Linked DNA regions of Mus musculus: all the other regions are linked to region 3. Evidence: chromatin contacts called from public Hi-C, HiChIP or PLAC-seq and promoter capture Hi-C data. All regions are on one chromosome and are shown on one strand. The core of a region is the stretch at or near the end of the contact, and the rest is flanking DNA. Distances in the headings are between cores, read along the strand shown.

Evidence for each region. A called contact is a pair of places that touch in the nucleus more often than the background predicts. HiChIP or PLAC-seq counts read pairs in DNA pulled down with a chosen protein or histone mark. Capture Hi-C pulls out chosen DNA fragments and counts their contacts.
Region 1: a contact with region 3 is called in an H3K4me3 HiChIP or PLAC-seq map of embryonic stem cells, with 2.4 times the contacts expected there. The contact joins the promoter of Sox10 here to the promoter of Josd1 in region 3. A contact is called at or near these places in 7 of 39 promoter capture datasets (the 3T3-L1 cell line, the C10 cell line, embryonic stem cells and 2 more), 5 of 115 datasets of contacts at active chromatin or transcription factors (bone marrow-derived macrophages, cardiomyocytes, embryonic midbrain and 2 more) and 1 of 9 other capture datasets (embryonic stem cells).
Region 2: a promoter capture Hi-C map of adipose tissue shows a contact between it and region 3, with 2.3 times the contacts expected there. The contact joins the promoter of Sh3bp1 here to the promoter of Josd1 in region 3. A contact is called at or near these places in 2 of 39 promoter capture datasets (hematopoietic stem and progenitor cells and hippocampal neurons), 1 of 484 Hi-C or Micro-C datasets (B cells), 2 of 115 datasets of contacts at active chromatin or transcription factors (bone marrow-derived macrophages and pancreatic cancer cells) and 2 of 9 other capture datasets (adipose tissue and liver).
Region 4: a contact with region 3 is called in a Hi-C map of neutrophils, with 5 times the contacts expected there. The contact joins the promoter of Gga1 here to the promoter of Josd1 in region 3. A contact is called at or near these places in 1 of 39 promoter capture datasets (liver), 4 of 484 Hi-C or Micro-C datasets (CD4 T cells, embryonic stem cells and neutrophils) and 2 of 9 other capture datasets (adipose tissue and liver).

What each region holds. Positions count from the first base shown.
Region 1 is chr15:79,159,667-79,165,875 of GRCm38.p6, reverse strand. Sox10 (SRY (sex determining region Y)-box 10) reads left to right here and starts at 1,386. Exons shown (of 4, transcript NM_011437.1): 1 at 1,386-1,594; 2 at 2,082-2,587. The coding sequence starts at 2,160. RefSeq lists enhancers at 1-181, 1-345, 871-1,529.
Region 2 is chr15:78,895,810-78,901,758 of GRCm38.p6, reverse strand. Sh3bp1 (SH3-domain binding protein 1) reads right to left here and starts at 1,991. Exons shown (of 18, transcript NM_001316684.1): 1 at 1,798-1,991; 2 at 571-613; 3 at 256-360. The coding sequence starts at 1,856.
Region 3 is chr15:79,683,251-79,689,358 of GRCm38.p6, reverse strand. It overlaps Josd1 (Josephin domain containing 1), which reads left to right and starts at 1,487. Exons shown (of 4, transcript NM_028792.3): 1 at 1,487-2,626. The coding sequence starts at 2,442.
Region 4 is chr15:78,873,912-78,879,654 of GRCm38.p6, reverse strand. Gga1 (golgi associated, gamma adaptin ear containing, ARF binding protein 1) reads right to left here and starts at 2,465. Exons shown (of 17, transcript NM_145929.2): 1 at 2,038-2,465. The coding sequence starts at 2,080.

The sequences.
Region 1 (6,209 bases), core at 137-2,636, 520 kb after region 3:
GGGGGTGGCGTCGAGGAAAACTGGGGGGAGATTGTCCAAGGCCAGCGAGCGAGAGAAAGAGAAAACCCTTATCAAACTCCTAATTCACTGGGCTCTGCAGCCCCAGACACACTGGCCCAATTGTCTGGCTGGTTGTGTGTGCGCAAGCATGTGTGAGTGTGTGTTACCAATGTCTGCCACCCCCTCGACATGCCTTTGCCCTATGTGACTATCTCTTTGTGTCCCCACTATCCACCCTGGGGCCCTCCCAATCATTGAGGCCTTGATTCTCCAGACCCCAGTTCCAGCTCGACTCCAGAAGGTACCTGTTTGGTGTGGGCCTAGGGCCTTACCTAGCTAAGTGGGACAGAGAAGCCACACACTGTCAGTGGGGTGGCCCATGCTCCTCTGTTTGTCCCTCCGTGGGCACCCCAGTTCCGCCTAGCCACTCAACCAGGAAAGGGTGCCTTCACTGAGAAGAGAAAAGGACACTAACTAGGCTGTAGAGGTGAGACCAAGGATAGGAGCCCTGGGGCAACGGGAGGAAGAACAAAGAATCGGCTTGAGGGGCAGAAAGGGGGCGGGGGCTGTGAGAGCCAGGGCAGTTCCTGTCTTTTCTCAGTGTGGGAGAGTAAGGGACTTCACATCCAGACATCCAGGACTGGGTCTCCTTTCCAGGGAGAGGAAGAGCCCTTCATGGAAGTGAGAGACACCCCCTCCCCAAAGTCCCCCTCACCCTTCTTGAAGAGTAGGGCACTCTCACCCTGCCTCAGCCTCCTGTGTCTCTCTCTATCCTGGGCCAGTCCAGCCTTCTGGATGCTAGGATCTTAGAGAGAAGGGATCACGGATTGAATCTGGGGGTTGTATGTGTACAGGGCAAAGGTTATCCAGCTGCGGTCCTGGGGGGCTTGGCTTGGGTCAGCTGTGTTGGAGAGGACAGGAGAAGGCGAGGGTCTGATACCTACTGCAGGCTGCGGTGCCTAGCACACAGTGGGACTCAGTGGGATTTCTCAAATGAAGCAACACAGGCCACGACCCTTTCAAGTTATCCACTCTCCTCACACCTCTCTCCAGTCCTTTGTCAACTGTCCATGCCACCACCTGTGGCAATGGTTTAGGGTCCCAGGCAACAGGTTCTGACTGTGCCACCTGTATCTCTCCCTTCCCAGACCTAAAATATCCCCATGCTCACACCAGATGCCAAACCCAAGCTGAGTCCAGGGAGACGGGCCTAGGCAGCAGTGCGGGTCACAGGGCTGGGGTTGGGGGGGGGGGGGCTGGGCAGAGTGGAGGCGTCCTGGGTGTTGGGGATGAAGGCAGCGCTGGAGGCTCCACCTTCTGCCCTTCCCTCCCTCCTTTCCCCCTCCCCTCCCCCTCCTTCCTTCCCCAGCCGTCTGCAGCGGCTCAGTCAGTCTCGGCTGTCCAGCCAGGGTGTTTGGTGGTGAGGATTCAGGCTCCGTCCAGACAAGGCAGTGGCCTGAGGCTCAGGGCCCCCCAGCCCCTCCCTCCCAGTCCATCAGCGTCACTCCCCAGCCCCGAGCTGGACCGCACACCTTGGGACACGGTTTTCCACTTCCTCAGGACGAGCCCCAGACTGGAGGAGAGGTCGGAGGAGGTGAGTGCGCACTGCGCCCCTGGGCCCGGAGTGCCAACCGGGGGTCTGGGTCACCCCTGCTTTGCGATGGGAGAGTCTGACACCCTGCAGGCAGGCCTGCGTCCCCCCATTCTGCTCCCCTAGGCTGTCAGAGCAGACGAGGGGAAAGAGAGGTGAGCGAAAAGGTGGGAAATTCCAGGGGCCCGGATTAGAGCCGAATAAAGGGTCCGTTTTTCTTCCTTTCCATCAACAAACCTCCACCCAAAAGGAGGTTTAGGGGAAAAAAACGAAAAAAAAAAAAAAAAAAAAACACCCACACCTAGAGACGGTTGGGATCAGGGGGTGGGAAGACGTGGAGGCGGGACGCACCCACCTAGGGTCTGGCATGTGCACGCGCCCAGGCCCGAGTGGGTTTAGCGCAGGCAGGGAGAGTCGCCACTTCGGGGCTGCACCCGCGTGCCGGGAGTGGCGCCCAGCGCCTCTCCATCGCGCCCTCCTTCCCGTCCAGGTGGGCGTTGGGCTCTTCACGAGGACCCCGGCGGCGGGCCCGGGGGAGGCGGCCGAAGCGGCGGCGGCCGGGAGCGACATGGCCGAGGAACAAGACCTATCAGAGGTGGAGCTGAGCCCTGTGGGCTCGGAGGAACCCCGCTGCCTGTCCCCAGGCAGCGCGCCGTCGCTGGGACCCGACGGCGGCGGCGGTGGCTCGGGCTTGCGAGCCAGCCCGGGGCCCGGTGAACTGGGCAAGGTCAAGAAGGAACAGCAGGACGGCGAGGCGGACGATGACAAGTTCCCCGTGTGCATCCGCGAGGCGGTCAGCCAGGTGCTCAGCGGCTACGACTGGACGCTGGTGCCCATGCCCGTGCGCGTCAACGGTGCCAGCAAGAGCAAGCCGCACGTCAAGAGGCCCATGAACGCCTTCATGGTGTGGGCACAGGCGGCACGCAGAAAGCTAGCCGACCAGTACCCTCACCTCCACAATGCTGAGCTCAGCAAGACACTAGGCAAGCTCTGGAGGTGAGCGCTGCCCCGGCCCAACACCCCCCTCGTGCGCGCGCACTAGGGCTAGCCTGGGACCCCAGAACAGGATCGCCCAGGCCTCTCTCTCAGGGGAGACCAACCTATGGAAGTTTGGTCTCTTGGAAGACCAGATTTGGAGATCTCGCCCACCCATCTACCCAAAGTGCCTCTGTGGGGGGCTCCTCTGGCTGCCCACTCTGGAACTCAGAACCCCAGCGGCCTAGGCTGGGCCTCCCCACCCTGGGACGGCGGGCGGGAAGGCGCCCCCTCGTGGTTGGAATTCTGTGGGTGGTGGGCAGGGAAGGCAACATGGGGGTGTGGGGGAAAGCTTCACACCAGACCTCCACTAGATCGCACATTCACAGTGTGCCGCTGCCACCCGTTTGTGGGGTCGGGAGTGTGGGGGAAACTTTGGGAGAGAGCTGGTCTAGCTGTAGATGCCGGGGGTACGGAAGCAACCAGATGGAGAGCCTGGGTCAGGGTGAGGAGGGCTCTGCAAGGAAAACAAGGAACCCAGAGAAAGCAGAGTGAAGAACTTCCATCTCCGCTCCCACAGTGTCTCTCCTGTTCCAGCTGCCCTGGGGAACCTTCCTGACTCCAGTGTCTAGACTGAGAGCTTCTTTATCCCCAGGAGAGGGCACACAAAAAGAGGCCTTCCCCTCCAGCTGTGGCCCTGAGCTACCAAGCTCTTCACTCCTTTCTCCAGCGCCATCTTCCCTCCCTGGGCTCCACCCAATGGTTGAGCAACCTCTTCCCCACGCTCAAGAACTGGGGCTGAGCACCCTCGCCAGGAGGAAGCCTGCTTCCTGCCATGGTCCCAAGGAGCCCCAGGCTGCCTAGGCTGACCTCGGGGCTCTATGGCAACATTTTCCCAGGGACTAATTTTGACCCTCGTGCTCTCCTGGCCCAGTTGCAGATACGTGGGGCTCCCTGACTCACCGCAGGCACCCTGGGCCAAGCCCAAAAGGAACAAGGGCTCCAGCAGATGCTAGGCTTGCTGAGGTCACCTGATTCCCCACTGGACTGTACAGGAGAAAGGCCCAAGAGAGAGACATGGCTTGGGTCAGTCAGCGACAGAACCAGGGCCAGAGACCAGTCACCAACCTTCTCAGGTTATCCCCGCATTATCCCTAGTGGCTGCATTGGGTCCCACTTTACTCTCTGGAGTGGTGGGGCTGAGCAGAGGACAGGAGAGTGGAGGCCTCTATACTTGAGGAGACTTGGGGGGTCTGTGAAAAGGGCTGGCTCCTTCCACTTTGCAGGCTCTGTATGAAGGCCATATCAGACTTGAAGCGGTAGGAGCAATTGGCTCCCTGAGAACAGAGGGGTCGGTAAGCAGCCTCCTGGTCTGCACTGGCCATGTACTTGTTGAAGGTCCGGCACCCCTCCCCCAGCCCTTACCCCGCAACTCTGACAGGCAGTAGCTGGACAGCCAGAGTCCGGCTCTGCTCCAGAACAGCAATGGCAGCTAGCTCCTTTGCCTGAGGTTCCTCTAGGTGTGTACCACTCTCCCTCTACCACCTGTTGTCAAGAGTTTAAGGAGTCTTTCCACTGCCCCTGTCCCATTTTCACTTAGAACCCTTACCTGAGTCCCCTTCAGGCTGACTTGTCCCTAGCTACCACTCAGACAGCAGGGGGCAGGGAAGGCAGCAGAGCCCTACTGGCTGAGGATCCAGCCCCAGGAGGTGGCAAAACAATGCCAAGGAGCCAGGCTGGTTACCTGGGCTCTGCCTGGGGGTCCTTGGAGACACTTGAATGTGACCTGGGCTGGCCAGGGATCTAAACACAGTTGTCCCAAGCTCCAGGGATCTAAACACAGTTGTCCCAAGCTCCAGGGATCTAAACACAGTTGTCCCAAGCTCCAGAGATCTAAACACAGTTGTCCCAAGCTCATGGCTCCAAGGACATCAGGGGTGTCAGGGGTTGGATCAACAGAACTGGAAAACAGGCTGAGACCTGCTTCCTGAGCTGGGGGCAGGAGGGGGGTGGGACAATGTACTTGAACACAGGTCCTGGGGGGTTGTGTGAGCTCTTGGCACACTGACCTTGGATGCCACCTGGAGAGGAACCATTAGATGCTGAGCCGTGGGATGTTTGATGCTGTTTAACTGGTGGAGGAAGCATAGTTTGAGCCAAGAAACTGGGAGGAGGTTGAGGCTGAAGCCACTCCTGTTAGAGGCTCATCCGGCCTGGCCTGCCCCAAGTCTCACAGGCTCTTGCCCGGTCATCTTACGCTGTTGACCTGACTGGAGGACACTTATAATAGTGTTCCACGAGGTGCTGCCCATGGGGCTGGAAACCAGCCTCCCTTCTCCATCCACCCATTCCAAACCAAGAGGTGAAAACAAGTGAGGACTGAGCTGGGGGAGGGGGACAGCAGAGGAGGAGGAGAGCCTTGAGTGTGAGGATTCGCACAGGAGTGGAGGATGGCTGTGGGGATGGGCTGGGGTGGATAAGGAGACCTGTGCAGAGTTGGCATGGAGAGGCAAAGACTGGAGCTGGCACCCCAGCATCCCCAGAAGGTTTCTGTTAGGGCTGATTGGATACAGTGCAGCTTGGGAGGTGACAGTGGGGTTCACCATCATGATCTTCCAGCTCTGGTATGCGTAGTCCTCTCCCGCATTCCTTAACCATTTTCTTGGTGATTTCCCATTGCCAGCTGGGCAGGGGACACTGAGAACGATAGGGGAGAGTGTCCGGTGTCACCGGCCACGTCTGGAGCATATGTGTGGGAGCCCTCGCTGGCAGAACCCACCATCCTAGCCTTGGGGTCTCCATCTGTCCTGAAAGTGTACTGCCCCTAAGGAGTCTGGCTCAGCTAGAGGGTCCTCTGGGGAATGCTAGGTGGGTGCAGGGCACACTAGGAGGCTAAGCTGCAAAGGAATGCTACGACTGAGTAGACAGTGCCTGGTATAGCCAGCCCGGAAAGGGGGCTCGGTCTTCTGTTGCCTAGGAGAAGAGGGCACCAACTGGGTGTGCTGGAGGGACTTCAGGAGAAAGAGGAACCCCCGAAGTGGACTAGTGGCCCCTGTGTCTAAAATCTATGGTTTCTGTGCTACCCCCTCTTTATGGCACCCCACCCTGTCTTTCTTACCCTGGGGCAGGCCAGACTCATGGCCACCCACCCTCCAACTTTGACCTGGAGGCTGGAGTTGGGTGGGTGAGGGGCACTGCCATGAGGGCCTCTTCATGCCACAGGCTGTCCCAGAGTCTGGGAAGAGACTCAAGCTTCCTCTGTCCTGTCACTCCCAGGTCCCACCATAGTGAAGGGGACTCACACCTAAACCCCTCATTCCTATCATACTAAAATGTCACCAAATCATTAGTCTGGGGTTGAGAAGCCACCCCTGGGCAGCTCCTCCAAACTCCACTAGAGTAGCACCTGCTTTCTCCTTCCGGGCTTCTCCCTCCCCAGGCCCAGGCACTTCGTAGATATGTATTTTTCTGGTGACTCCACACCCAGGGAAGTAGGTGTTATCATCCTTATTTTGTAGGTGAAGAAACTGGGACTTAGGTAGCATGCGCAGTCTGGCACACAGCTACTAAGTAGCAGAGACTTCTCTCTGCATACCTCCACTGCCCAGGGAGAGCATCCTCCAAGGAGACAGCCAGTCCTCCT
Region 2 (5,949 bases), core at 742-3,241, 790 kb after region 3:
AGGGGCTGTTGCCAGCAGTGGGGAGACAATGCATCAGCAAGCCGTCTTAGCAACAGAGTAGCAGGAGTCAATAGCCGCCCAGTTGAGTAACAGAGCATCCTCCTCCATTCAGCTCCCAAGGTGTTCCGCCCACCTAGACCGCTTGGGGGCCTACTAGCTCAGAGCAAAGCTCAGAAGCTGCAGCCCACCCAGGGGGGGGTCATTCCCACCCCATCCTTCACCACACAGGTCTCTCCTCCCAGAGACCCCACTTACCACCCGCTTGTCCATGTCAGCCCCGCTTTGGCCCTGCAGACAGGCCTGCAGCCGTTTGTGAACATTGTGGGCTGCTCGTTTAGCTGGCTCCAGCCGTTGCTCTACCTGGGAGGTACAGGGGCGGGGCGTGTGAGGACTGTATACTGTGTCTCCCCTAGAACAAGAATCACTTTTCTCTTCCCTCCTGGGCCTTCCCTGGCCAGCAGGGAATGACACAACCAGGCCCTTGACTGCTGTCCCCGCCTGCCAGCCTCTATACTGACAGCCTGCATGGGCCTGCCTCCCAGCCCAGCCCGCCCAGGCCCAGGCACGTACCTGCAGCAGGTCCTCACCCAAAAACTCGGCAGTCTCCGGGGTGCTGTGGGGGAAGGGGGCTTTGGATGAGTCAGTCTGGGTTAGGGAACCCACTGCCTCCCTCTAACCCCTGCACATGGAACCTGAACCCAAGATGCTTCCAGGACCCACCAAGCCTGGGTGGCCCGTCCACATCGTAGCTGGAGCACATTCCATGGTAGTTAAGAGGATGCATGCCTGCTTCCTCCTCCACCCAGGGCTGTGTCCTGGGAGAGGGTGGACCCATGACACCGAAAAAAGCAGGAGGGAGCTACCCAGGGCCCAACTTCGGGACAGAGGAAAAGTTTCTCATCTCCCCATCCCCCTAAATAGTTTGCCTGGCCCGGAAAGAGGAGGCCTAAGCTGGCCCCCAGAACGGGAAGTGTGGAAGCTGGTCTCCGGGGTGGCCAGGCCCACAGGCATACGACATTGGACTGCAGCTGTGGGCAGGTCTGGGGACTCTGCCCAAGGATACATAGGGACATGGGTTCAGGGCAGAGTGGCTTGGCTTCGTAGGTACATATAAGTGTTTGTGTCACTGCAAGGTCTGGATCAAGTTTCTGGATACACGGTCACCTCTCTGGGCCCAAAGAATGGGGAACTCCCAGGCTGGGGAAGAGGGACAGAAAGAAAGGCTCCGAGAAACTCCCCAAACTTCCGCTCCCATAGTTTTGGGGCTGGGAACCGAGGAGACCAAGGGGTGTCTCTACCTGAGCCTACGAAAAGCAGAAGCAGGACCAAATGGCAGGAGGCCCCTGGGTTGGGGGAGGGGACGGACACCCAGAGCAGAGCAGGCCCCTCCTCCCCAGGCCAGAACACTGCCAGTCCCTTCCCCCAGGGTCTGGGGCCCCCGATCGGCTCCGTTCCTCCCCTTCCCTCCAGTTAGAGGTGGCTAACTGTTCCCATTGTCCGGAGGGGACAAATGAGGTTCCAGGCAGCGTCTTGGCTCAGGACGCATTCTGCTCTCTGCAGCAGCCTCTCCAACCGGGAATGGAGGTGCCTTCCCCCGCTCCCCCTCCACCGCCCGCAAAAGCCAGCTATGCTTGTGCGACCACAGTGACTTCAGACCCCAGGAAACGAGGTCAGGGCTCTGGCATGCCAGAGGGCCGCTGCCTAGATATCTTCGACCTCTGTGACCAGTTCCCCACTCTCCTGCGCTCGCTCAGGTCCTGCGAAACGATAGCACGGCTAGAAGCGGGTGACACTCACCGTCCCGAGCTGCCCGTGTGGGCCAGCTGCCGCATGCGGTGCAACTGCCTCTTCATCATCTTGGGTCCGGGCAGGGGGCCGAGGAGTCACCTTGGGGGTTGAGGCTGGCAGCCCCCGGCCCAGCCTGCTTCCCCGCGCGCTTCGCCCCGGATGGGTGGGCGGCGCTCTGGCTTCCTGGGCCGGCGCGCTCCTCTGGCTGGTGCTGGCGCTGGCGCGGGCGCTCTCCTCCCCCGCTCACGACTCCGCCCCCGGCCCCCAGGTCACTCCTTTCTCCAAGTTTGGAGTCTCTCTCTCTCTCAAGTTTGGAGTCTCTCTCTCTCTCTCTCTCTCTCTCTCTCTCTCTCTCTCTCTCTCTCTCTCTCTCTCTCTCTGCTTCCGGGCCTCAACGACCCCCGGGTTGTCCGACCCGCCTGCCGAGTGTCCGTCGGTCTGTCTCTCTGAGGTCCGCAGTTGAGTGCGGGCTCTTCCTTCCCGCAGCCTGTCCTGTCACCGCGGCGGGTGGCGGGAAGCAGGTAAGCTGCTCCTGCCATCACCGCCCTGGGTATAAACAACCTTTGCTCTCTTAGAGGGAAAGGAAGGCTGCCTAGAAGGGACAGGCCTTCAGGACCTGTGCAGGCCAGTCACTAGGGGATGCTGCCTGGGGACTTCTTCTCCACCATACTATTCCCTGACCATCCCCCTTGCCTGCTGGACCACTGGCTCAGAACTTGGGGTACCTGGGACTACCAGATACTAATGTCCTTGGATCAGTCCCCAAAATTCTGCATTCATTGTGTATAGTAGCTTGGTAGGACAACTGTCCTTGTCCAGTCTATGCCACAGGGTAAACAAGATACCCTGGTCTGCTTGGTCTGCTCGTCAGCCCTTGAGGTCCTGTCACTCTACACTTTAAAGAGTCCCAAGCTTTGACCGCTTCCCCTATTTGTAAAACTCTTTCTCATTTCTTTTAGCAAATGTCCCAGGCGCCTGCCCTTCCTTCTTGTCAGGCCTTGATATGTATGGGTGCTGCTCTGAACCCCCAAACCCGATTTTCTCTTTGAAATGTTCCGCTGAACACCAGCCTGAGCATACAATAGGTGTTCATAGCTACAGAGCAAGAGAGCCGGTGGGCAACTGCAAGCTGACTTCAGTATGCACCCTTCAGGCTTGGGAGGGGGAAGGGTGACTACAGGAAGCCCTGTGCACCACACCAAGCTTTGCTCTCTTAGTTTCAGTTCAGAGCCATACCACTTGAGCACCTACTGTGTGGGGGTAGAGAGTTGGTGTGCTCCTCAAAGACTTCCCTTTGCTCCAGACATCTCTGTGTACCCAGCACAGGTCTGGCACATGGTGTTCACTCAGCCGCTTTCCCCATTTAAGAAGTCCTATCGAGTGTGGGAGGAGCCCAGAGGGGTCCCAGCAGCTGCTGCAGCCAGAACATACTGGCCAGGAACAGCCACAGCCTCTCATCAGTGGAATCCTGGCTCTCTGATGGGGAGTTGAGAAGGCAGAGCAGCTTCCTTGTCTTTCTTTTTCCGATGGGAAGGAAGGCTGCTGCCCAGTGTTTGGAGAAGAGATGGCAAAAGATTCTAAAGAGGGGGCTGGAGAGATGGCGCAGCAGTTAAGAGCACTGACTGCTCTTCAGTGGTCCTGAGTTCAACTCCCAGCAACCACATGGTGGCTCCCAACCATCTGTAATGGGATCTGGTGTTCCCTTCTGGCCTGCAGGCATGCATACAGGCAGAACACTGTATACTTAGTAAATAAATAAAAATCTTTAAAAAAAAAAAAAGATTCTAGAGAGGTGTCAGCCTTGGGGAGATACTAGAGTGGTATAGACCTGGCCTCCTAATGGGTAAGACAACATCTTGCTTCTAGTCCTGGCCCTTTTTTTCTCCATCCTCCCGGTCCTACCCAGAACATTTTTGCGTTTCAGTTTTCCCTGATTTGGCAGTGGGTACATTCTACCGGATGAGCCTTAGGACGATTCCCGCTCCAGGCTAGCACCTTCATGCCTCCAGGGAAGTCTCTGATCTCTACGGTGCTTCTGCCTTCATGTCCAGGGTTGGTCTGAAAGGTACTTCAAGGCAGTCCTGGCTTATACCCTACGCCTTCTTGGCTTGTCCCGGCCTAGCCCTAACTAGCCTGGGGAGGGGACAGCTCCCTTGGCTGAAATAGCAGGTTTCTTTTTTGTTTTTTTGTTAAGAAATGACTAGAGTGTATTATCAACCCATCCAAGCTCTTGCCCCGCCCCTTCCTCCTGTCTTGGCTCTTGCTGTTCCTGCAGCCAGACCTGGGGCCTTCTGGATCTGACCAGATAAAGCTGCTATACTTCCAGGCTGGGTGACCTTGGTGTTGAATCATTGAAGGTGGAAAGCCCTGAAGCTTGAACCATACGCTATTCCTTCAAAAGATGTTGTAATCCCAAGTTTTTGCTTAGTAAATGCTGGGGTCATGGCTGGGTCAGGCTCTCTTGGTGGGGATGTGTCTTTTGGTCATGTACTAGAGATGAATCCAGGGCTTTGTGCATGCTTGCTTGCCAAGCGCTCTGCCACCAGCCCCTGTTCTCCGGGCAGCCGGAGGACAATACCTGGGAGTCGGTTCTCTCCTTCCACCATAATTGTGCCCAACTGGTCTCGAACTTGTGACACTCTTGCCTCTCCAGTAGTAGATATTACAGGCATATGCAACCGAGAAGTGCTTGCTCGAAGGATCATGGACTTTAGAACTGCACAGAAGTATCTCAGAGGTCACTCAGAGCCAACCTCTCCCTGGGCCCTTCCCTAAACTAATAGTTGGTTGCCCGGGCTGGAGTATCACCCAGGTTCACCTTATCTATCGCATGGCTCAGCCCTCTGGGGCTAAGTAGCTCAGTACTAAGTCTGTTGGGACTGACTTAGAGGATATCAGATCTGTGATTCCCTACATTCCCCAAAGAACAGCCATTTGGCTTGGGGGTGGGGGGTGGGGGGTGTCTCTGCACACAAACTGAATGACCTTAGATAAGATCGCTCACCCCTCAGCCACAAGCTACAGGCTTAATTGGATTACATGAATTAGCATGTAAAATTCTTAGAAAAGTGCCTGGTGTTGTCTGCTGTTCTTATTCAAACACCAAAAGTTTGGGAGAGAAGAGCCTTGACTACCCCTGCCTTAGTGCCCTTGTAATATGTATGGCTGCCTTAGGACAGTAGAATTTACTGGTGGGTCCCGTGGGTCATCCTTCCCTAAGGTGGGTATCTATGCCTCCATTTGGCAGATGTGCAGACCCTGGCTCTTGGCCCAGATGTGCACAGATGTGTGGTAGGGGCCAGGTCAGAGCAGACCTAACTCCTAAGAGCCGTTACTGCTGTCTTTCTGCTGTGTACATGGCATTGCCTGGAAACTCCTTCAAGGCTGGCCTTTGCTCTGCCTTCACGATGGCCGCTGAGGGACTGACCGGTCTCCACACAGATTGGCCTGCAATCCCAATGACAGTCTGGGTGGCATCTGCTAATGAGACTTGAGCGGATGTGGTCAGGGCAGCCATAGGCAGGCTAGGGTGGAGGTTGTTGGCTTCATCCTACCAGTTGAGACGCTGCCACATGGCTTGACTGTGGCAATACTAGAAAGCCTCCAAGTGGTTTCTGCCCACAGCAGCCAGCAAGGTATGTTTTCCTTGGGCTTTGGTAACTCCCTTGCCCACCCCCACTTCCACAGTTCAAAAGGCCTTTCCAGGAACCCTGGGGTGGGGCTGAGGCAGGACTCCTCCCTTCTGCTGCTAGCCCTGGGGGAAATGTGTGCTTGGTCCCAGCTGGGAGCAAGGCAGGACTGGTGTTAAAACTGGAGGAGAGCTGGCTCAGGTGCCTAGAACAGTCTACCATCTTGATGGAGCTGGTCCAGTCTCCTGCTCTCAGGGCAGTTCTGAGGACTAGAGGGGGAGACTGCAGGCAGCATGCCAGGGTGGGTGGCTCCCTTCAGCTGCCCTATGGGGTAGCAGAGGCCACAGAAGGTGTGCCAGGGCAGCAGAGGCCTCTGTCACCTTGGTTTCATCGCAGATGAGCAGCCTGCCCTGTGGTTACTGCAGAATGATCTGCTGGCTCTGGTCAGTGTCCCAGAAGTGGAAGTGTGGCTTTGAGGTCTGGGAAGTCCCACTGCTCTGGTGTGGTCATGGAGTTCATCTTTTAAGACAGA
Region 3 (6,108 bases), core at 238-2,737:
TTGCTCACTGCTTGGCTGGGGGTGATCAGAGGTGACAGTTGTATTAATTCTATTGCTTCGATTGCTATTTAGCATTGTATGGCCAGAAAAAGTTCAGTTTCAGAATACATTGCTATCTGGCTGGGGGGAAAGACTGTCCTTCTCACTATAGGACTTTGCCTAGAAAGGATATATATTCTGAATACTTGCTTTTCGAATTGAATGTTTTGGAGAATAAATATAAAAAGTAACAGTTGAGAGGTAATTCCTAATCATCTTTACATTCTCTTTCTGAAAACAATTTGGTCCAAGCTCAAACCCTTAATTCACTATAGACATAATGATTTCAAACAACTTGATCGACTTCTTTGGGCTGTATTTTTCTCCCTGAAAAAGAAAAAAAAAGTCTAATTTGCTTAACAATAATTAATTACTCATCAGTTAATTAATAGATGTTTACAATAATTCTGGTTGAACAGCAAGTCCCTAGGAGATAAATCCTATGTAAATACACTGTAACAGTTTGGTAGTTTACACATTACACACACACACACACAAAAAGATAATTCAAAAGTAGTCTAGGTAGAGGATGCCCTATCATGTGGTAATCTCTCAGATGTGTTGCACAATACTGTTGATTGGGGTGATCATGAGGATTAGAGAAACCATTACTTTGAAAGTGCAAATCTGTTGTTTTCCCTAACAAAAATCCGATAGGAAGGCAAGTTAGAAACAGTGACTTAATTTAAACCCATGGGAAACTGTAAATAGTCTGCCTTTGGACACAATGTACTCAGCTAAACTCAAAATACGGAGCTCTAGTTGGTAGAGTGCTTGTCTTGCATTTACCAAGGTTCGATCCCTTGCCCTGAACAAATTGGACATTCTTGGTTACGTAATGAGTTTGAGACCAGCTGAACTAGAGAACACACACGCGCACACACACACACGTCTAAAAAGAAGGATCAGAAGGGAAAAGAAAACACAGAAAGGAAGGCTTGTGACAGCCATCAAGAGAAGGTTGCTGATCAAAAGGGCAGTGGTTTGTGTGAAGTGAACTGGAATACGACACCAAGGATCTGAAATAGAACTCAGGTTTCCATTTGAAATATGACTCCCGGCGAGAGTCTTGCCCTCAGCTCTCAAAGAAAACTGGAGGCGGTCGGGTTCACCAACCAAGATTACGCCCGACCGCGTCGGTAAAGTGTTAGGAAATCTGATGAACATAAGTGGGCCAGGGCAGCCGCTGCCCGGGCTCAAGAAAGCACTCTGCCGGGAGGAGGGCCCTGCGGCGTCCAGGCGGGAGTGGGCGCCGGGGCGGAGCTGCGGCGAAGCGACAAGTCGACCTCCCCCGCTACCGCGGAGCTCCACAACCCTGCACAACGGCTCCGCGACCTCTAAGCACCTCCACCGGACCAACAGCCCGCGTTGGCTACGTCACACAACGTCAGGGGTGACGCGAGGTTGGCAGGCGGGGTCAGCGCGGGGGCGTGTCTGGGGCGCGCGCGGAGTGAACGCCGCTGACGTCGGGCTCAGGTGCGCGTGCCCGCCCGCTCCGCCGCCTGCTTGTCCGCGCGTGGGCCAGGTGGCGGCCCGCAAGCTCCAGGTGGCGGCGTCGGGGAGACGAACAGTCCCCGCCGGGCAGGCAGCGGGAAGGAGCCCGGGACTGGCCTCACGTGACAGCAGGAGGTCGCTGCGGGGACGGTCAGCCCGGTGGGCCAAGGCTGCACCGGGCGAGGCAAGGCGTCCGGCCGCACCCTCGCGGGCCAGGCGGGACCTCCCCGCGGCGGCGCCCGGGCTGCCGTTCCCCTTTCCGCGGCTCCTCCCGCGCCGAGGCGAAGCGGCTCCTCCGCTGGGCCGAGTCCGCCAGTCCGCTGGCGGTCATGGAGCGCTATCCCCGGAGCCCCCGCGCGGCCCGCGACCTCACGCCCTCCGATCCTCGCTAGCTCTTGGCATTGGGCCTTTTCTCCGCCACCCAACCCGGTCTTCGGAGCCTGTGGTGTTGTGATTCGGACGAAATGGAAGAAAAGGAGCGATGTGACCCCTTCGGTTCTGCCCTCCTGCATTGAGGCCTAGTTGGCATCTGCAGAGAGGAAAACACGGCCAGGAAAGCGTGGTGTTTCTTTTTTTCCAAAGGGGGTGGGAGGGGAAGGCGGCAGCCAAAGGGAGGAATCCTACGTTTTATATGTTTTTTTTTTCTTTGTTAATTCTACACTTTGAAAGTGTTGGCTAAATAAACTAATCCAAAAGTTATTTTTTCCTATCGAGAAGACAGAAAAAGGTAGATTTTTTTTTTTGTCCCTTTTGATTCCAACCTTTCCTCCCAGTGACAAAGCATAAATCATGAACACCAGAGAATAAATAGGTGAATCTCAGGAATCCGAAGACAGAAACCTAGACTTTCCTCAGGAGGGAAGGAGCGGAGTGTTTAGCGGCTCTGCCTGGAACCTAAATCGAAAAACATGAGTTGCGTGCCATGGAAAGGAGACAAGGCCAAAGCTGAATCCTCGGACCTTCCCCAAGCAGCGCCCCCACAAATCTACCATGAGAAGCAGCGCAGGGAGCTCTGTGCTCTTCATGCTCTCAACAACGTCTTCCAGGACAGCAACGCCTTCACGCGGGAAACGCTGCAGGAGATTTTCCAGAGGTAGGACTCCCCTGCTTGGCATCTCGATCCCCCCCACTTCTTGGTATTTCTGAGTTTGTGTGGGTGGTGCAGTGTCTCGGGGACAGAAACCTTCAAACCTACAGGTTTGGAATTTAGATGCTGGGGGCAGGAATGAGGCACACAGAAATGGCAGGCAGGTAGTCACCATCTATGGTCCATCTGTGGTGGACTAACCTCAGTTGTGCTGTCTCCACGGCTGGAGTCAGACAGAGGACTCCGTGTGGCATGTGTTATTCCCATTTGTGATGAAGACAGGGCTCAGTGGGTCCTATCTCCACTGGTGGTCACTGCTCTATTGCCTCCCTAACAGACCTGCCACCAAGGAGTTTACAATCTAGGAGGGATACAAAATACATCCACATTCAGCCATCTGTTACCAAAGGTGGGACATGGTGGAAATCTCAAGAAAAGTATACCCACAATGCTTAGCTGTTCTGGGGCCATGTGCTGCCTGCCCATGGTGTGTCCTTCATTTGTTCTGTGTGACTTCCTCACAGTTCGTTTTACTGATAGAGAAATGAATAGAAAGGTCAAGTAATTTGTTCAGAGTAGCTTCTGAACCAGCTACGCTGCGATTAGAGCAGACTCCAGCTCTCTCCTGCTGTGTGATAACTTTAGTGGGGCTGGTGTGAAGTTCAGTGATAAGAATGCTTGCACATTACGTAGGGGGTCCTAAGTGCAGTCCCTAAAAGTGTGTCCCTAAAAGACTGTAGAACAAATATGCCACTCTACAAGTGGTCCAGGGTACAGTTTTATGCCCGTTGCTTTGCTTTCTGAAGGGCCTTGAGAGTTAGTTCTATAGTGTCTGACTGGACCCAGCAACATGACAGAAGTTCATAGCAGCTTTGACAGTGAGCCTGTCTTACCCCTCCAACTGGAAAAGACCTCAGGACAGAGAGAGCTCAAGGATGCTGTAAGTGGTATACACTGAGGTCCTCATTTGGAGCTGCACAGGAACATGCGGTACAGCTAGGATGTTTGGGGTGATTGGTATGCCTAAGTGTGGACCACTTAACTTGAAAGAACTACAGGAGTCTCTGAGAAGAGCTGTATCCTGAGTGCTCTTACAGAACTACAGTGAGAGTAATTACTTTCTAGTGCCAGTGAAAGATCAGAGGGCAGCAGGGCCGATGTGCCACTTGCTCTCTGTAAGTACAGCTCAGTCCTCAGAAGACGAAGCTCTGGGGGTAAGAAAAGGTGTCTTCCACCACCCAGTCATGTGACAGAAAGGAGAGCCCAGGCTACTTCTGAACGACTTCCCTTTGGCCAGCTGTTAATGTTCTTCTGGGTAGCTCTGAATTGTTTTCTCATCTCTAACCAGGGAGAAGGAAATGACTGGCCATGGGCACCTGAGTGTGCTCGCTGCTACTTGGTACTTAGAGCAACCTTAGCCATGGCCTGGGAAGCCCAGACAGAGTTGCTGTCGTTTGCCTAGTTTTACCCACCAGTAAATTAATGTCAGATTGTATGTAGTTAGTCACGGTCAGGTTGACAGGTTCTGACCTCTGTGAGTTTGGCTCCTGGACTGACAAGGGAGTTAATGAGACACTAACAAACCAACTCTCTGCTCCATTCTGAGGACTCCCTGTGCAGCCGCAGAGTCCTCACACCCAGCTTGGGAGGTAGGCACTATTGTTTCCTATATTCCAGATGAAGATATTAGGACGTGGAGTCTGTATTTGTTAATGTTGAGATTTCTGCCAGGCTTTATAACCTCCAGAGGGCTCCTCCTGGCTTCTTGCTGGAAAATCTCAGAGACGTAGGAACTTGAGTAGCTGCTTTTCTGGCTAGTCAGTCAGCAGGATTTGGGGTCTGGGCTTTATATGTCTGGATAATTGGGCATCTCTCAGATGTGTTTTTCCTGGGTGAATGATGCTGAATACCTGGCAGTCACCGCATGGGACCTGGCAGTCACCGCATGGGACCTGGCAGTTACCGCATGGGACCAGGGCCCTGTTGCTTTTGAAGCTTTAGCAAATTGCAGTATATTTCTGTGTTCCCTCTCAGTGCAGTACGGGTACGGGCTGACCAGTAAGAAAATTCCAAAAATGGAGTTCTATTATAGAGCATTTTTACTTGTAAAGGTTCTGTGTAGATAAGTAGGGACACTTCCCCCAAATGTATGTAAAGAACCTGGAGAAAATGGAAGAAAAGGTGAGAGGGGGAAGACCAGCCACTTGCAGTTGCCAGGTACCAGGAGGCAGAGAAGACAAGCTGAGCGGGGCACCTCAGGGCTGTACACATGACCGAGGTCCAGAGAGAGCCACAGATACTGGGACAGTCTCTTTAGAAACTGGCATTCAGAGAGTCACTGACAGAGTGACCCGCGGGTTTTAAACTGTGGCTCATGAGGGGCAGAGTTGGGAGGACGGTGTGGATAAGAGCTGTTTGTCGGGAGGAAACTCATCCTGGCAGTGGAGCTAGTTAGAGGAGGAGGAAACAAAAGCAGGATAGAATCCGAAGAGAGTTGTGGATGTGGGATGACTCATGCGCGGGAGAGAAGTGAGTTAAGAATTCAGGACTGGGCTAATGCTGATTAGCAACAACAGGCAGGGCAGGGAAGAGTCAGAAGTGACTGAGGCTGGATCCAGGGGAAAAGCGTCCTCAGAGCATATGTCTCGCCTCGTACACTGGACCACGTGTCCGTCTAAACTTTGAAAATAAAGGGCTTAGAGGTGCACTCATAGAGGATTGGATTTATGGCCTTATGCATGTTCTCGAGTGTTCTGCCACTGTAGGCCCTCAGCTTGCAGAAGTATTTACCTTACTCGTCTGGGTGTTTTGAATGTCTTTGGACCACATACATGTGTTGGGTCATCTGGAACTGGAGTTGCAGGTGGTTGTCAGCAGCCACGTGGGTTCTGGGAACCAAACCTGGGTCCTGGGCGCCAAATAGTAAACTCTAGGGATTGGAGTAGCTTATCCATGCCCTGGATGGGCACGGCTGACGCTTACCTACTCCTGTGTGTTTTATTGAGAAACATCAGGAAATTCTGATGAAAGAATTAAGGAAGAAAAAAAGTTGATTAAATCTCTCCCTTCCCTCCTTTTCTCTTTTTATTAAAATCCAAAACATTGCCATAGCAGGCCCAGTAGTAACTTTGGAGTGGACTGAGGACATAGTGGTGACCTAGGCTAGAACCCACCTTAGAGCCCCCACTTGTGTTTTTAACAGCAAACAGGAGAGGCTTGCTGTGAGCTCCAGGATGTCTGTGGAAATGGATGAGGCAGTCCTGAGCAGCACCTACTATATCCAAGAGGCTCTGCTGGAGCAGCGTGGGGCCGCAATCCCAGGCAGGCTGTTCAGTGTTGTCTTATAAGGCTGGATCCTCTCTGTGCCACCGACCAGCTGTGCGTGACTGTGCAAGTCACTGTAACCCTTGCACCTCAGCTTCCTTGTTTACAGTACCTAAAGATTGTGAAAGGATTAAATAACACCCATGAAGCAGCTAGCCTAGTTG
Region 4 (5,743 bases), core at 1,216-3,715, 810 kb after region 3:
GCATTCTTTCTGGTACCAATCTATCCCAGGAACCTTGTGGGTGACCCTCCAGTCCTTGAGAGGAACAGATGTCACCAGTGAGGCCCCCAGGGACACCAGCAACATCTCTTCTTCCTTAGGTCAGGCTGCACATTTCCCGACCTCCCAGTCCCCCACAATGGCTAAGGGACTGAACACTGGGAAGAGAGCCTGCAATCTGGAGGCAAGGAGAAGGTTCGGGGTACTGGCCTCTCAGTGACAGCTGAGAAAAAGGGCTAGAACAGGAAGTCCTCGAAGTGTCAAAGGCACGTGAGCCCCAGCAAGGGTGGAGCCAAGCAATCCGAGTCAGGAGCCAGGGAAGAGGAAACTCTGGCCAGGATCAGTTTCTCCCCAGCATTGAGCAAACGGAAGATCTTAGAACTGGAAGAGACATGACCCCACCCCTTTCCCCAACCTCCACAGTGCGTGTGCGTGTGTGTGTGTGTGTGGGGGGGGGGGCTCATCTCCCCTGGCAAGTGGCAGAGGAAAGTACTTGAGGGAGAGAGGTATTTCACAACTGGGCATGACTCTTCAGATGCTGTCCTGGCTAGTTTTGTGTCAACTTGACACAGCTGGAGTTATCACAGAGAAAGCAGCTTCAGTTGGGGAAGTGCCTCCATGAGATCCAGCTGTAAGGCATTTTCTCAATTAGTGATCAAGGGGGAAAGGCCCATTGTGGGTGGGACCATCTCTGGGCTGGTAGTCTTGGTTCTATAAGAGAGCAGGCTGAGCAAGCCAGGGAAAGCAAGCCAGTAAAGAATATCCCTCCATGGCCTCTGTATCAGCTCCTGCTTCCTGACCTGCTTGAGTTCCAGTCCTGACATCCTTTGGTGATTAACAGCAATGTGGAAAATGTAAGCTGAATAAATCCTTTCCTCCCCAACTTGCTTCTTGGTCATGATGTTTGTGCAGGAATAGAAACCCTGACTAAGACAGATGGGGAAAATATCTATGGTCCTCTTTTACCTCTGACCTCCTGAGACCCGTGCAGTACTGTATCTCATGCAGTCCATGGTCACTGTCTCCTTCTAACCACCAATCAACCCCACTGCCAGGCTGACTCTCCTCCGCCCCCCCCCCCCCCCCCAGATCGGTGAGCTCTGGGAATCAACCTTCCAGTTCAACTTCCTTCGAGGCTGGCTTCAAAGATGCTGACCATGTCGGCCCACACCACCCTGCACAGATCCTTGCTATATCTCAGACCAGGAGGTTGAGCTTGAGGATAGACCGGAAGGCTTCTCTGGGTCACATCCCTGAAAGGCCTTGGGACAGACCTGTCACTAAATGGACCAGAAGAGCCAACCTGCAGCTCCCAGGGGCAGAGTTCAGGAATGGGGTTGGCAAGGCCAAGGATCTTCAACAAGCAGTGTGGGACAGGGAGAACAGAGGATGGGGCTTGGAAGCCAGAGTTGGAGGAAGCTGTTTCGAAGGAGACAGGAAACAAGGACAGAGGCCTGGGGAGGAGGCTCAGCAGGGGCTAGGAAAGCAATCTGGGACGCAAAGCAAGGCTGGGCTTGGGTATAACGACAGAGAACTTGATTTCCTTATGGAGTCTTAGACGGGACCCTTTCAAGCACTGGGAGTTTCTCCAGGCGCGGACAGAGCTGGATCAGATGGGCCAGGGGTCCCCCCTTTCCTGGGCTGGGGGACCGAGCAGATCTAAGAAGAGCTGCGGGCACAGGGTTTGAAAGACTCAGGCCCTGAGGAAGTGGGGGGATCCCTCTAGGGGAAGACTCGAGGGTCTGCGCTTTGGTGCAACAGGCAGGGCCTTCGGGGGTCCGGGATAACTCTGCGCCACCGGGTCACCGGGGTGGGTGGGCGGCGCCCGCTCCCGGCCAGGCTGCGCGCAGCTGCCAGGGTCCGAGCGGAGCGACAGACTGGGGCGCCGCCCCTCCGGGTCGGGGGGCGGGGCGTGAGGAGGGGGCGCGCGGACCCCGCCCCGCCGGGAGAGAGAGAGGGGCCAGCCTCGCGCCCCCGGTTCCGGTTCCGGTCCGGCTCGCGCCCCTCCCGGACACTCACTGATTCGTGCCTCCAGAGTCTCCGGCTCCATCGCGGGCTCCATCCGCCACGGGCCCCCGGCCTCGGCGCCGCCCCCCGCCCCCCGGCCGCTCTCGCGGGAACTCCTCGGCTCCGCCCTCGGCCGGTTAAAGGGGCCGCGTCCACCCCGCGGAGTAGGAACGCGGCACCGGGACGCCGGGCACCATCGAGACGCGGGTGGAGCCGCCTAGAGCGTCGCCTCGTCGGCGCCCCTCCCCCTGGCGGCTGGCGGAGTCGCCGGTGGGGCTGGTCGGCGGCCTCGCAGCTCCGGGCGCTCGGGCGGGAGAGGAAGAGGAGAGCCTGGGGGTGGCGGGCGGCACCATAGAAACCCCGCGGGACCGCTCTAACTCAGTTAGCGTCACGCAGAGACCCGTGACCGCTTCCGGGACAACGCTCCGGAGCCATGTTTCTGAAGGGGTTCTGAAGTCACTTCCGGAGCCCTCAGGGGTACTTCCGCTTACGTGGGAAGATGTCAAAGTCCCTTAAAAGGGCAACTGGGCACTGTGGCCGCCGCCAACGCGATGAGGTTAAGCTAACGTTTGTTTAGCTCTTAAAGCCCTAGGCATTGTTCTGAGCAGTTTTTTCCCCTTTGAGACAAGGGCTCACTGTCTTGCTCTGGCAGTCCTGAAGCTCGCTCTGTAGAATAGGCTGGCGTGGAATTCCTGAGATCCGCCTTTTTCCGCCTCCCAAGTGCAGACATTAAAGAAGTGTGCCACCACGCCCAGCAAAGGGCTAAGTCTTTTTTTTTTCTTAACCTATGAATCTACATTCAAACCCGGGAGCCAGGTTATGAGTTTGCCTGAGGTCATTAGGGGTCAGTGCTTGCACCGAGTACTTAATTCTGCATTCAGTTTAGAAACTCCTTGCATTTGGGTTATTCGGTGCCCAGCCCTGGAGAGAAAGACAAGGCCAGATATATATCCTACAAGGTGATGATAACGCCCGCACTTATCAGACAGAGGCAGGAGGTTATCAGTTCAAGGCCAGTGTGGAATATCGTATCTCAAAGCACGTAACACTCTCAAGGTGATGGGGAAGCCAGAGAGGTGGTGGCAAAATGAGAGGTTATCTTTCCCCAAACTGGAATGGTGACGACGTCAGGCTCTTTTTTTGAGGTGGTTTAGGAGGAGGCAAAATGTGAGGTACTTTCACCCGCTTTTTCCACCCTCTGCGGTCGCCTTGGCTAATTCTCAGGAATGCCAGTTCGCTCTCTGTAGCCTCTGGCGGCCGTCGGGGGAACTGGCTACTGTGCCCTCTCCAGCGAGCCTGTGCCAGGAAGAGTTAAAGAGCATCTGAGACCAAGGAACCGGCGAATCCAGTTCCGCATGCCTGTGGCCTTGGAGGGATCAGTATTCACCTTGCAGAACCAGTTACCTCATTTCAGTCGGGTTTTCTTCTGAACCCAACTCTCAGTGAGACGTTTAATTCTCTCCTGCAACCTATAAGATACGGGAGAGGGTAACAAGATGGGCTCCGCCTGCTTTGTTTTCTTTATTTTTAAAATTGTTAATGAAATAAAACCCAACTGCAGGCCGGGCAGTGGTGGCGCACGCCACCTAGCACTTGAGAGGAAGAGGCAGGTGAATCTCCGAGTTCAAAGTCAGCCTGGTCTACGGAGCGAGTTCCAGGACCCAGGGCTACACAGAACAAAACCCAAAACAAAAACCCAAACTGCATTTGCCAAATTGATTTAAAGTCAGATCACTACTCACAGGCACTTTTGGTGGAGCGACAGAGGCAGGGTCTCCTGTAAGCCTAGGCAGGCCTTGAACGCACTATAGACTTGATCTCTGATCCTTCTTTCTCCACCTTCTGCGTGCATCACCACACCTGCAAGAGAATAGGACTTCTTGCAAGCTAAGCAACACGCTACCAACTGAGAGACATCTCCAGCTACTTCTGCCTCCATCTAGAGTCCTTATAGCCCAAGCTGGCGATTTCTGTGGTACCTAGCATTTCATATAAACATGTTAGGCAGACACATCACCACCTGAGCTCTAACCTCCAGCTGCCCCACAGTGTATTTCTTTGCATGCTTGTGGTTTGTGTCCCTCCCTGCCTCTGGGAAGTCTCATCCTGAAGCATTGCATCTGGTGAATCCCTGAGTTTCTTTTCCTGTTGCTGTGATTAAACTGCTCTGATAAAAGCAACTTAAAGAAGACAGGGTTTCCCACAATTCAAGGGGAGGAGAAATCAAGGCGGTGGCAGCTGGGCCCATCACAGCTGCAGCTGAGAAACAGGGCAGAGAGAGTGTGGAATGCACACTGCTTCCCGCCCTTTCTCCACTCACACAGTACAGGTTCCCCATCGGGGATGGTGCCACCCACAGTGGGCAGGTCTTCCCAGCTCAGTAGACTCAGGCAGGGTAATCCTCCTGAGGCACGAGCAGCAGCTCATCGACCAGGTGATTGGAAATCTGTCAAGTTCACAGAACTAGCGGGCACAGTGTCCTGAGACCTAAAATAGTGCTGGGGTCCAGAAGGTGCCGGGGTTCAGAGCATAGTGCCTCAAAGCATGGCGCCTGCCCACACTGAAGGGATCTCAGAATCGGCACAGAGCACAAGCAGACACTAAATCCTCAGCCCCAAAGAGATTTTATTTACCTAGGAGGGGACAAGCAGGGGGTCTGACTGCCTCTGGGTCAGGCAAAGTGAGCCTCAGGTGTCTCTGTGGGAGTGGTTTGTTTGTAAGGAGACAAAGGGGGAAGCCTGAATTAGGATGACTTGGTAAATCCTAATTGGACATGTTAGTTAGTGTAGCCAAATGTTGAATTTTGATTGCTGGACCTTGGTGATCAGCCTCAGGAATGTATTCGAATGGTTTAGCAAAGGAGAGGGAATCGGAAAAGGAAGACCTGCTGCTGTCATGATTGCCAGGCCTGGGCTTGTCAGAAAGCCCTTCACATGTGGGTCTGCAGGAAACCTTCTCCCTTTTCCCTTCCGCCCTTTCTCCTCCGTCTTCCGTCTCCCTTCCAGGTAGGCCATAGAAACTAGAATTCTTGGGCTGGAGAGATAGCTCAGTGGTTAAGAGCACTGACCCCTCTTCCACAGATCCTGAGTTCAATTCCCAGCAACCACATGGTGGCTCACAACCACTTGGGAGGCAGAGGTAGGCAGAACTCTTGAGTTAGAGGCCAGCCTACACAGCAAGTTCCAGGACAACCAAGGCTACATAGACCCTGTCTCAAACAAAACACCATCTTTAAAAAACGATTACATGTTTATTTACATGTGGAGGGCAGAGAGCGACTTCAGGGGTGGCGCCTTCCACCTTCCCTTGCTTTCAGACTCAGTTCTTGGGTTCTTGCCTTTACTCCCCCAGCTGTCCTGCTGGCTCCCCACCAGCCTCTATGTGGTGCTGTGGCTATCAAACCTCGGGCTTTGTTCGTGCTTGACAAGTCCTCTCTCTGCTGAGCTACACTCCCAGTCTGTCACTTCATTATCCCAATGAAAGAAAGCGGCAAACAGCGGCAAGTGTAGGGTGAGACCTGCCCTTGCTCTCCCCTTCCCCAAAGCACAGAGGTAGCTGCACGACACTTGTCCTCACCTTCCTCCCTTGCCAGAGCCACACACTGGCACTTTATCTCTCTGCCACCTCGAAGGACAAGGATTCCAAGGACAGCAGGAAAGACTTGGGAAATCTCCAAGGACCTCCTTGCCTCTCCGTAACAGTCACAGCCACCGGAGCG